2 separate regions of the Cyprinus carpio genome follow, and region 2 is linked to region 1. Evidence: chromatin contacts called from public Hi-C data. All regions are on one chromosome and are shown on one strand. The core of a region is the stretch at or near the end of the contact, and the rest is flanking DNA. Distances in the headings are between cores, read along the strand shown. Region 1 overlaps LOC109050620 (CBP80/20-dependent translation initiation factor-like). Region 2 holds the start of smad7 (mothers against decapentaplegic homolog 7).

Evidence for each region. A called contact is a pair of places that touch in the nucleus more often than the background predicts.
Region 2: a Hi-C map of skeletal muscle shows a contact between it and region 1, with 3 times the contacts expected there. The contact joins the promoter of smad7 here to the enhancer-like site in region 1. A contact is called at or near these places in 2 of 8 Hi-C or Micro-C datasets (liver and skeletal muscle).

Annotation. Positions count from the first base shown.
Region 1 is chrB21:3,172,879-3,177,134 of ASM1834038v1, reverse strand. The region is part of intron 7 of LOC109050620 (CBP80/20-dependent translation initiation factor-like); the gene reads right to left. Among protein-coding and RNA genes, the nearest start is that of LOC109050620, 23 kb to the right of the region's middle. Within about 2 kb of position 2,089, at least 1 of the 8 cell types and tissues checked has an H3K27ac peak or open chromatin away from gene starts, as enhancers often do. A contact at or near this core is called in skeletal muscle, where this site is marked.
Region 2 is chrB21:3,258,146-3,262,401 of ASM1834038v1, reverse strand. smad7 (mothers against decapentaplegic homolog 7) reads left to right here and starts at 2,009. Exons shown (of 4, transcript XM_042747584.1): 1 at 2,009-3,027; 2 at 4,161-4,219. The coding sequence starts at 2,576.

The DNA.
Region 1 (4,256 bases), core at 840-3,339:
CACAACGCAACACGTAAAAACACAGTATAAGTCATTATAATCAGTAATTATGTCCTCACTGGATGCAACAAATACCTCGTTTGTAATGGGTTTTATTTGTTTTGTCTCGTCTAGTGACGTCCGGATCATGAACGAATCTTTCTATTTAACCGGATCTTCTTAGTGAACCAGTCGAACCAGTCACCAAATCTATCTGAATCGTTTGAAACGGTTCGTGTCTCCAGTACGTACTAATCCACAAATAACTTAAGTTATTCGGCTTATAAACGTGTCTGACACTCCCTCTGACGTGAAATAAACCAATATCCCAAGTTATTCAGTTACTCCTAACAGTACACTGACTGAACTGTTAAAAGAAAGCGATGATGGGATGTGCACGAGCAGAGCAGCTGGACTGGGAGACCGCATCACAGTATGGTAAGAGGCGTAACATTTCCGTCACACGCTTGAGGCATTCGGCCAATCACAACACACTGGATAGCTGGCCAATCAGAGCACACCTCACTTTTCAGAATTATGAGCTTTGTAAAAATCGACTCGTTTCGGAAAGGTGGGGCACAGAGGAGAAACAATGATGTACATTATGTGGAAAATAATGTGGAAAAAACACATTATTTTTCACATACCGTACATTATGGTTGCTCCTCTCTGCCCCGCCTTTCTGAAACGCATCAATGTTTACAAGGCTTAAAAAAAAAAAATAGTTCTGAAAAGTTCTTTACAAAGTTCTGAAAAGCACGGTGTGCTCTGATTGGCCAGCTATCCAGTGGTTGTGATTGGCCGAATACCTCAAGCGTGTGACGGAAATGTTATGCTCTTTAACATATTTAGAAAAACACAGCCTCTTCACAACATTGGGGCAACAATACTACAGCAAGAATAAAAGTTACCCCTTATTTCTTTGTGTAAAAATCTGGGCGGTGTTTTGCAAATCTTCCAACAGTGTGATGTAGACATGTGGGGGCGTGTTTAAATGAAGTGTTTTAGGAAGGCGTGGACGAGTCTTAACTTTTATAAAAAATATCTCTTTGGTTTTGAGACTTTAGTCTTTACAACTTTATGGATCTTATACATGCATGAACAGCTTGTAACACTCCAAAGATAAAGGAAAACTTGAAATCGCATTATAAGTCCCCTTCAATTTCCATGACTTTCACAGGCCTGGGAATCAGAGTTTTAACATTCCCTGATATTTCCAGATTTTGGACACCTGGAGAAAAATTATTGACCACTAAAACAAAGGCTAAAAAAAAAAAGTACTCATAAAAAACACTTTCTGGCTACTGCAGAGTCCAAGTCAATTCTTGTTTAATATCAGTGTGGATTCTTTGGCTCCCCAGATGAAGAGTGTAGCACACAATCTGTGTATGAAGTGAGTTCAGCAGTGACCCGTGTGTTGTTTACAGCAGCCTGAGCTTTACGTTCCTTTGGACGCGTCTGCAGAGAGTGTGTTGGTCTGGTTGCCGGGTGACACGGGTTCGTGTCTCTGAGCGTTTATGATGGGATAGACATCATGGCTCTCTCAGGCCCAATTAGGTAAAGAGTCAGCGCATGATCTCACACTCCTTACACTTTAGATTTCTAACACATTTCTATTCTTTTGCTACTGTGCTGAGAGTGGTTGCTAAGGCACTGCTATGCAGTTGCTAGGCTGTTCTGATAGGTCATCAGGGAGTTGCTCTGCGGTTGCTAGGCTGTTCTGGTGTGACACCAGGCAGTTGCTATGCTGTTCTGATTTGTCACTAGGCAATTGCTATGAGTCTACTAGGCTGTTCTCATTTGCAATCAGGGAGTTGCTATGAGGTCATCAAGCGGTTGCTATTCAGTTGCTAGGCTGTTCCAGTTGCTAAGTGGTTACAAGATTGTTTTGGTTGGTCACCAAGGAGTTGCTATGTGGTCACTGATATGGTTTGTCACCAGGCAGTTGCTAGGCTATTCTGGTTTGTCACTAGGCAGTTGCTATTCATTTACTAAGCTGTGTGGTTACTAGGTTGTTTTGATTGGTCAACAGGGAGTTTCTATGTGGTTACTAGGCTGCTATAGTTTGTAACCAGGCAGTTGCTATGAAGTCACCAGGCGGTTGCTATGCAGTTGCTATGCTGTTCCGGTTTGTCACCAGGGAGTAGCTATGCAGTTGCTTAGTAAATAAACAAGAAGACACCTGATTGAAGCACACACTCTGAACTCTCTCTCTAAATAGCAGTGCTAGTGATTTCCTGATAAGACACCGAATATCTCTCTCACATGCACACATGCACTTTAAAATAGTTGTATTTTATCTCTAAAGCGGTGGGTTTTGTAACAAGACACGTCATACAGTCGCTTGAATCGGCCAACAAGCATCCGCCCACAAATTCCTCAACTCCCAACAGACGAATCCGCATCCAAGATTCCCTCACTGACCTCCTCATTCCAGCGTTACGACAGAGAGAGCGAGCGGGCGAGCAGGTAGGAGCTGTGTGTGACTGACAATCACAGGAAAGGGAGGGATGTCTGACCTCCTCATTGTTCTGTGTCAGATCTGCCGGGGTCTCTCTCACTCGCTCTCTGCTCCTGTCGGGCCGCACGTAGCTCGGGGGAGCAGGCGCTCAGTGTCTGGCCCGCTGGAGGCCTTTTGTTCCGCAGTAACTAGACACGTCTACAATATCTGACCCATCGCAGACAGACCACTGATCAAACACACTATAGAGATGCATATGAATGAGTCAAAACATATTATGCAAAAAACATGAAATCAGTGTTTTCACCCAAAATACACACACACACACACACACACACTATTTTTATATAAATTATAATGCCTATTACACAAATTCTAAAAGAGAATTATATTTACTGTTTTAATAATCATTTTAGTCTGTTATCAAAACAACAGTTTTAATAATGAAAGTTGAAGCATGATATCTTTTCAGAAATAATTGTTAGTTAAAAAAAAATAAAAAAAAATAAATAAATAATATATATATATATATATATATTATATATATATATATATATATATATATATATATATATATATATATATATATATATATATAGACACACATACATTTAAACTATTTAAATGAGTTAATGCTATTGATTTCAGCAATGTTTACATAAATTATAATGACTATAGACTATAACAAATACTAAAAAAAAAAGGACTTCTGAATCTTTGTGCATCTTATACTTAAAAGCAAGGTTAAGTCAGATCTACCGGGAACATTCTAATTCATCACAATCAGCTACATACATTAGCTAACATGAACAAGCCATGAACTATACTTCTACAGTATTCTGTAATCTTACTGTTAATTTCAACATTAGTTTTTTTAAAACAAAAAGTGCATCAACATCAGTTAATACATTGACAAATATTACAAAGGTAACATTAACGAAGATTAATAAATGCTGTTAATATATATAAACTAATGCATTAATGCATTAACTAATGCTAATCTTACTGTAAAGTGTTACCAATTTAACTTCAGGGTCAAAGTACAGTTAAGTAATACACACACACACACACACACACACACACGTCCAAGACGGAAACAGACAGACTGACTCTGACCTTATTTGAAACGATGCCTATTTTGTGGGAATAATGGGAAGAGTGAACGTGATAAAACACACACACACGGTGTATCACTTCCTTCTGCTCTGTATTAAAGACAATAAAAGTTTACAGTGCGCAGAAACATCCGCTCACACTGAGACACACACACACACACACACACACACAACAAACAAACAGAACAGCAGCATATAAACACTCAGATTGTGTGTGTGTGTCTGTGCCACAGGGCATGTGAATCTGGCAGGATATTGTGTATCAGGTGACAAACAATACAGCTACAAAAATCACTCACCTGACACACACACACACTTAAGTGGTCAGTGAGGTCTTGGATTAGGGATGTAGACTGCATGTGTGTGTGTGTATGTGTGTGTGTGTGTGTGTGTGTGTAACTAAAATAAATTATTCATGCCAACAGTTATTTAACACAACTCTGATGGGAAAAGAGTCTTCAACTCAAACTCATTATAAACACCTGTCAGTCTAGTATGCAAATGAGCTACGTTGTGATTGGCTGACCTCACACTGTTGTCTAGATCCTTTCCAGTATGAGTATAATTTGCCATAATTTGGCAATTTTTTTTTTTTTTTTACATGTAATGTACATGCAATATTTTTTAAAATAAATTAATATTTTTTTTGCATTAAATTTATCAAAAGTATTAGTTGCAAAATGATTCTATCTGAAAGAAAA
Region 2 (4,256 bases), core at 760-3,259, 85 kb before region 1:
GAAGCACATAAAACTGCTTCTGGTTCCTCCAGTGGAGTGACGTCCGTGAGATCTGGTCAGAGTTTGAGCTGAGCTGTTCTCCATCTGAGCTTCATGTAGTTTCTTACTGATCTATCAGGTGAGTCCATGTTTGATAAATAAACAGCTGTTTTTATGCCTGGAGTCATGAATGTCATTCCCTCACAGGTCACTCAGTGTTGCCAAAACTCAGAAATACCTGACATAGGGCTTTTGTTTCACACAATTTAAACAAATGTATGAAATAAATAAAAGCATACAAGAATTCATGATAAATTAAGGAAATAAATAAAAATAAGTAGAAAACAATAAAAGATTTATTTAAATAACAGTAAATCAAGGACTGAAAATTTTCATAAAATATAATAAAATATATATAAAAAAAAAAAAAAAAAATAATATTAAAAAAATAATAAAAAAATAAAAAAAAAATATAAATAAATAATCAAAATATAAATAAAAAACGAATTAGAAATCATATAAAATAATTAAATAAAACCAAAATGTATTTATTAAAGATTGATAGACAGACACTAGTGCTGGTGTGACCGCAGCAGATCTTCATCCACGAACAACAGCAGCCAATCATCATCATCGTCATCTTCTCTGATGCCCTGTAGTGATGCTCTCTCTCTCTCTCTCTCTCTCTCTGTCTATTATGGAATGACGTGAAGTCTGAAGTTGTTTCTTTCACTTATTTTATTCATTCATTGTGTGGAACCGTGGCAGGTTCGCGTTCCCGTCGTGACGTCATTGTGAAAAGAGGCACGCAGCTCTGATTGCGTCACTACAGTCATTGTGAGCGCGCACGCATCCCGTCTGTCACGCGGCGCGCGCCATTGATCAGAGGTCGCGACCCCTTCATTCCTTAAAAACCCCGCAAAACTGTTCAGAGTCTGAGAGGAACAGCAGACAGACGAGCTGTTCATGAGACAGAAGCGTCACTCTGTGAGAGAACAAAACCCTGCACATCCTCAGAAAAGTGTGTGTGTGTGTGTGTGTACTTTGACAATGTGAAATATTTCTCACCAATAGGCGGCAGCAGTTCATGAGTTCTTAAATACAGACAGTAACATGTTCACTCGTTTACAAACACTGCCCATACAATAATAATTATTATTGTTGCTATTATTAAAACAATTAAAGTATTTTTCCAACATCTAAATATCACATACATTATAAAAAACAATGTACATATAGTGTATAACAAGAATATTAATGTTAATAAAATATTTTTATTAAAAAAATGCTTTTAATATATTTACATAATATAATAATTAATATTAAATAATATTTTTTATAATAATAATAATAATAATTGTTGATAAATTATTAATTATAATAAAATATACAGTAATAATAGTAAATAATAATTAGCTCAAATAAAATTAATATAATCGATCAAATAATTTTACAAGTAATATTATAAATAAAAACAATTTACAAAAAGAAGAATAATTTACTCTTTTGTTCCAAAGTCTAATTTAGATAACGTATATTATATGCATATGTAGGCCTATTCTTTTTATGTTAATACAGCATATTTGTATTCAAATTTCGCAATTTACTTACAAGAAATGTGTTTCCATCTAAACATGTCATGATTGCATCATAACCATTTGTTGAGTTTGTGTTTATTTTCAGAGTGTGTTTCATTCTTCATATGAATTTACCTGCGCGCCTGGCGCCAGTGTGTGTGTGTGTGTGTGCGTGTGTGTTTCCCTAAATGAGACTTCATAGCACAACAACACAACCAGCACAAACACACTCTTATTGTATCTGTTACGCAGTAACTTTATAAAATCCGCGTCCCATGTGTCAGTCTGAGGGTACATGTTACTTTGTTTTATGTTTGCGCAACACAATCACTTTTTCCTGCCTGGTCTTCTTTTTTTTTCTTTTTTTAAAGCGACAGGGTGTCTAGACAATCACATGACCCCCGACGCGCCAATGAGAGACGCGGACACACACACACACACACACACACACACACACACACAGAGAGAGAGAGACAGGCGTCTGATCTTCAGCTCGCGCTCAGTCCTTCAGTTCTTCATCGACTCGGAAACGTCCCGCGTGTGCGCTCTGGAGACGGATATTTGTGGATATTTCGAGCGTTGTATTATCGTACCGTGCGAATTGTCGTGAGAGGTTTTCTTCAGCGGGGTCTGATGTGGATTTAACGGCTTTTGTCAGTCCGATCCGAGCTGCAGATTTGATGTCAAACGAAGTAAACGGCAGATTAATCATCCCCGAGCCGAGCGATCGCTGTGGATTACGACCGAACTCGTCTCTCGCGGATCGGTTCCGATGATTGCGCACTGACATCAGATCCGAGATCGTTTCCAGCAAACCCAGACAGTCGTTTCAGCTTTTCCCTTTTGGATTCCGTGAGGTGAAATAGTAAAGTCTGGCGTATGAAACGGATCGCGTCCGCTTCTCCTGCTCGCCGTTTCTCCGCCGTCTGCTCTGCGCCTGTGGATTCGGACCTCCGGATCTTCATGACTTGCGGACAAAATGGCCGTTTTGTAGCCGGGGAACCCTCTTGTCGTCCCGCATGTTCAGGACCAAACGATCGGGGCTCGTCAGGCGACTCTGGAGGAGCCGTGCGCCCGCGGAGGGCGACGGAGACGCGGACACCGGCGGCGCCGCGGGCTGCTGCCTCGGGAAACCGGGCGCCAGTAAGCCTAACCCCGGCACCGAGGCCGAACTGAAGGCGCTGACGTACTCGATCCTGAAGAAGATCAAGGAGAAGCAGCTGGAGGTGCTCCTGCAGGCGGTGGAGTCCCGCGGCGGGGCGCGGAGCCCCTGCCTCCTCCTGCCGGGGAAAGCGGACGCCAGACTGGGTCAGCAGTCGTTCCCGCTGCCGCTGCTGCTCTACAAGGTGTTCCGGTGGCCGGACCTCCGGCATTCCTCGGAATTAAAGAGACTCTCTTGCTGTGAATCTTACGGGAAAATCAACCCGGAGCTCGATTACCACAACCCGCATCATATGAGCAGACTGAGAGATCCCTTCACAAACTCTAGAGCTGCTTTCAGAAACAGTGTGCTAACTCGGGAACGCGAGTTAGAAAACACATTAGAGGCTTATTCTGCCTTCTCTATACTGAGTGCTCGTTTAAAAATTACAGCCTAGAATGGAATAGAACAGAATAATGTAGCGGATTTGAACTAAAATTATTCTGGTTGTTGTAAATGTTTCATATAGTGCTTATGTGGTACTATCATAACACATATCATGTTTATATATATATTTATATATGCATGTATGTATGTTTGTGTGTGTGTTTAGTAGGCTAATAGAGAAAAGGTTTCCACTAAACATTATTTTGGCTTTCATGTGCAGAAGATCATAATAGAATAGAATGGAATAGAATAGAGAAAAAAAGATAAGTAATTTATATTTAGTAACATTAAAATTGTCATCAAGAGTTTGATTGTTAGGAATTCGCATTTTATTCTGTTATATATGAATAGTTCATTTGCAAAAATAGATAACTTCGTTTTCAAAAATCATGTTTTTTTTTTTTTTTAATCCTGCATTCCAGTTGATATCAATTTAAACTGCAGCTGGGTTGTTGTGATTAAATAATAATAACTACAAAATATAAAAAACATGATTTATGAAAATTAATAAAAACGGAGTTATCTGTCTTTGCAAATAAGCCCTTCATATATAACCTCTCTATATTATGTATAAAGATAAATACAATTAATCTTTTTGACAGATAATGCACATTCTTACATTCATCATATGTGGGCTGTTTGCTAGTTTCATCAAATAAGTGTCTTGGTATGAGCTCAGATTAAAATGATTCTTCTTATACAGTGATGAATGTTGTGTTTCCATGTGGATAAATGCAACAGAGTTTTCAGCTGGACCTCCAGTCTGTGGTTGTTCATGTGAAACCCGCCGGAGGCCCCAGTGTTCAGTGAAGTTAGTTTGCAGTGATCAGTGTGTGTGTGTGTGCGCGTGTGTGTGTGTGTGTGTGTGGAGTCTGGCGCCAGGCGGCCGTGTGTTTATCAGAGCTGTCCTGCCTGTAACCCTCAGCACTACACAAACACTTTTCCCAGAGAATGCCAGGCCTTATCATCAGCCCACATCTCCACTCACGGCCTCTCTCTCTCTCTCTCTCTTCTCCTCCAGAATCCCCCCCACCCCCGTACTCAAGATATCCCACCGATTTTCTTAAACCACCTGGTAAGTTGAAGTTTCATCTTGAATTTAAGCAGATGTA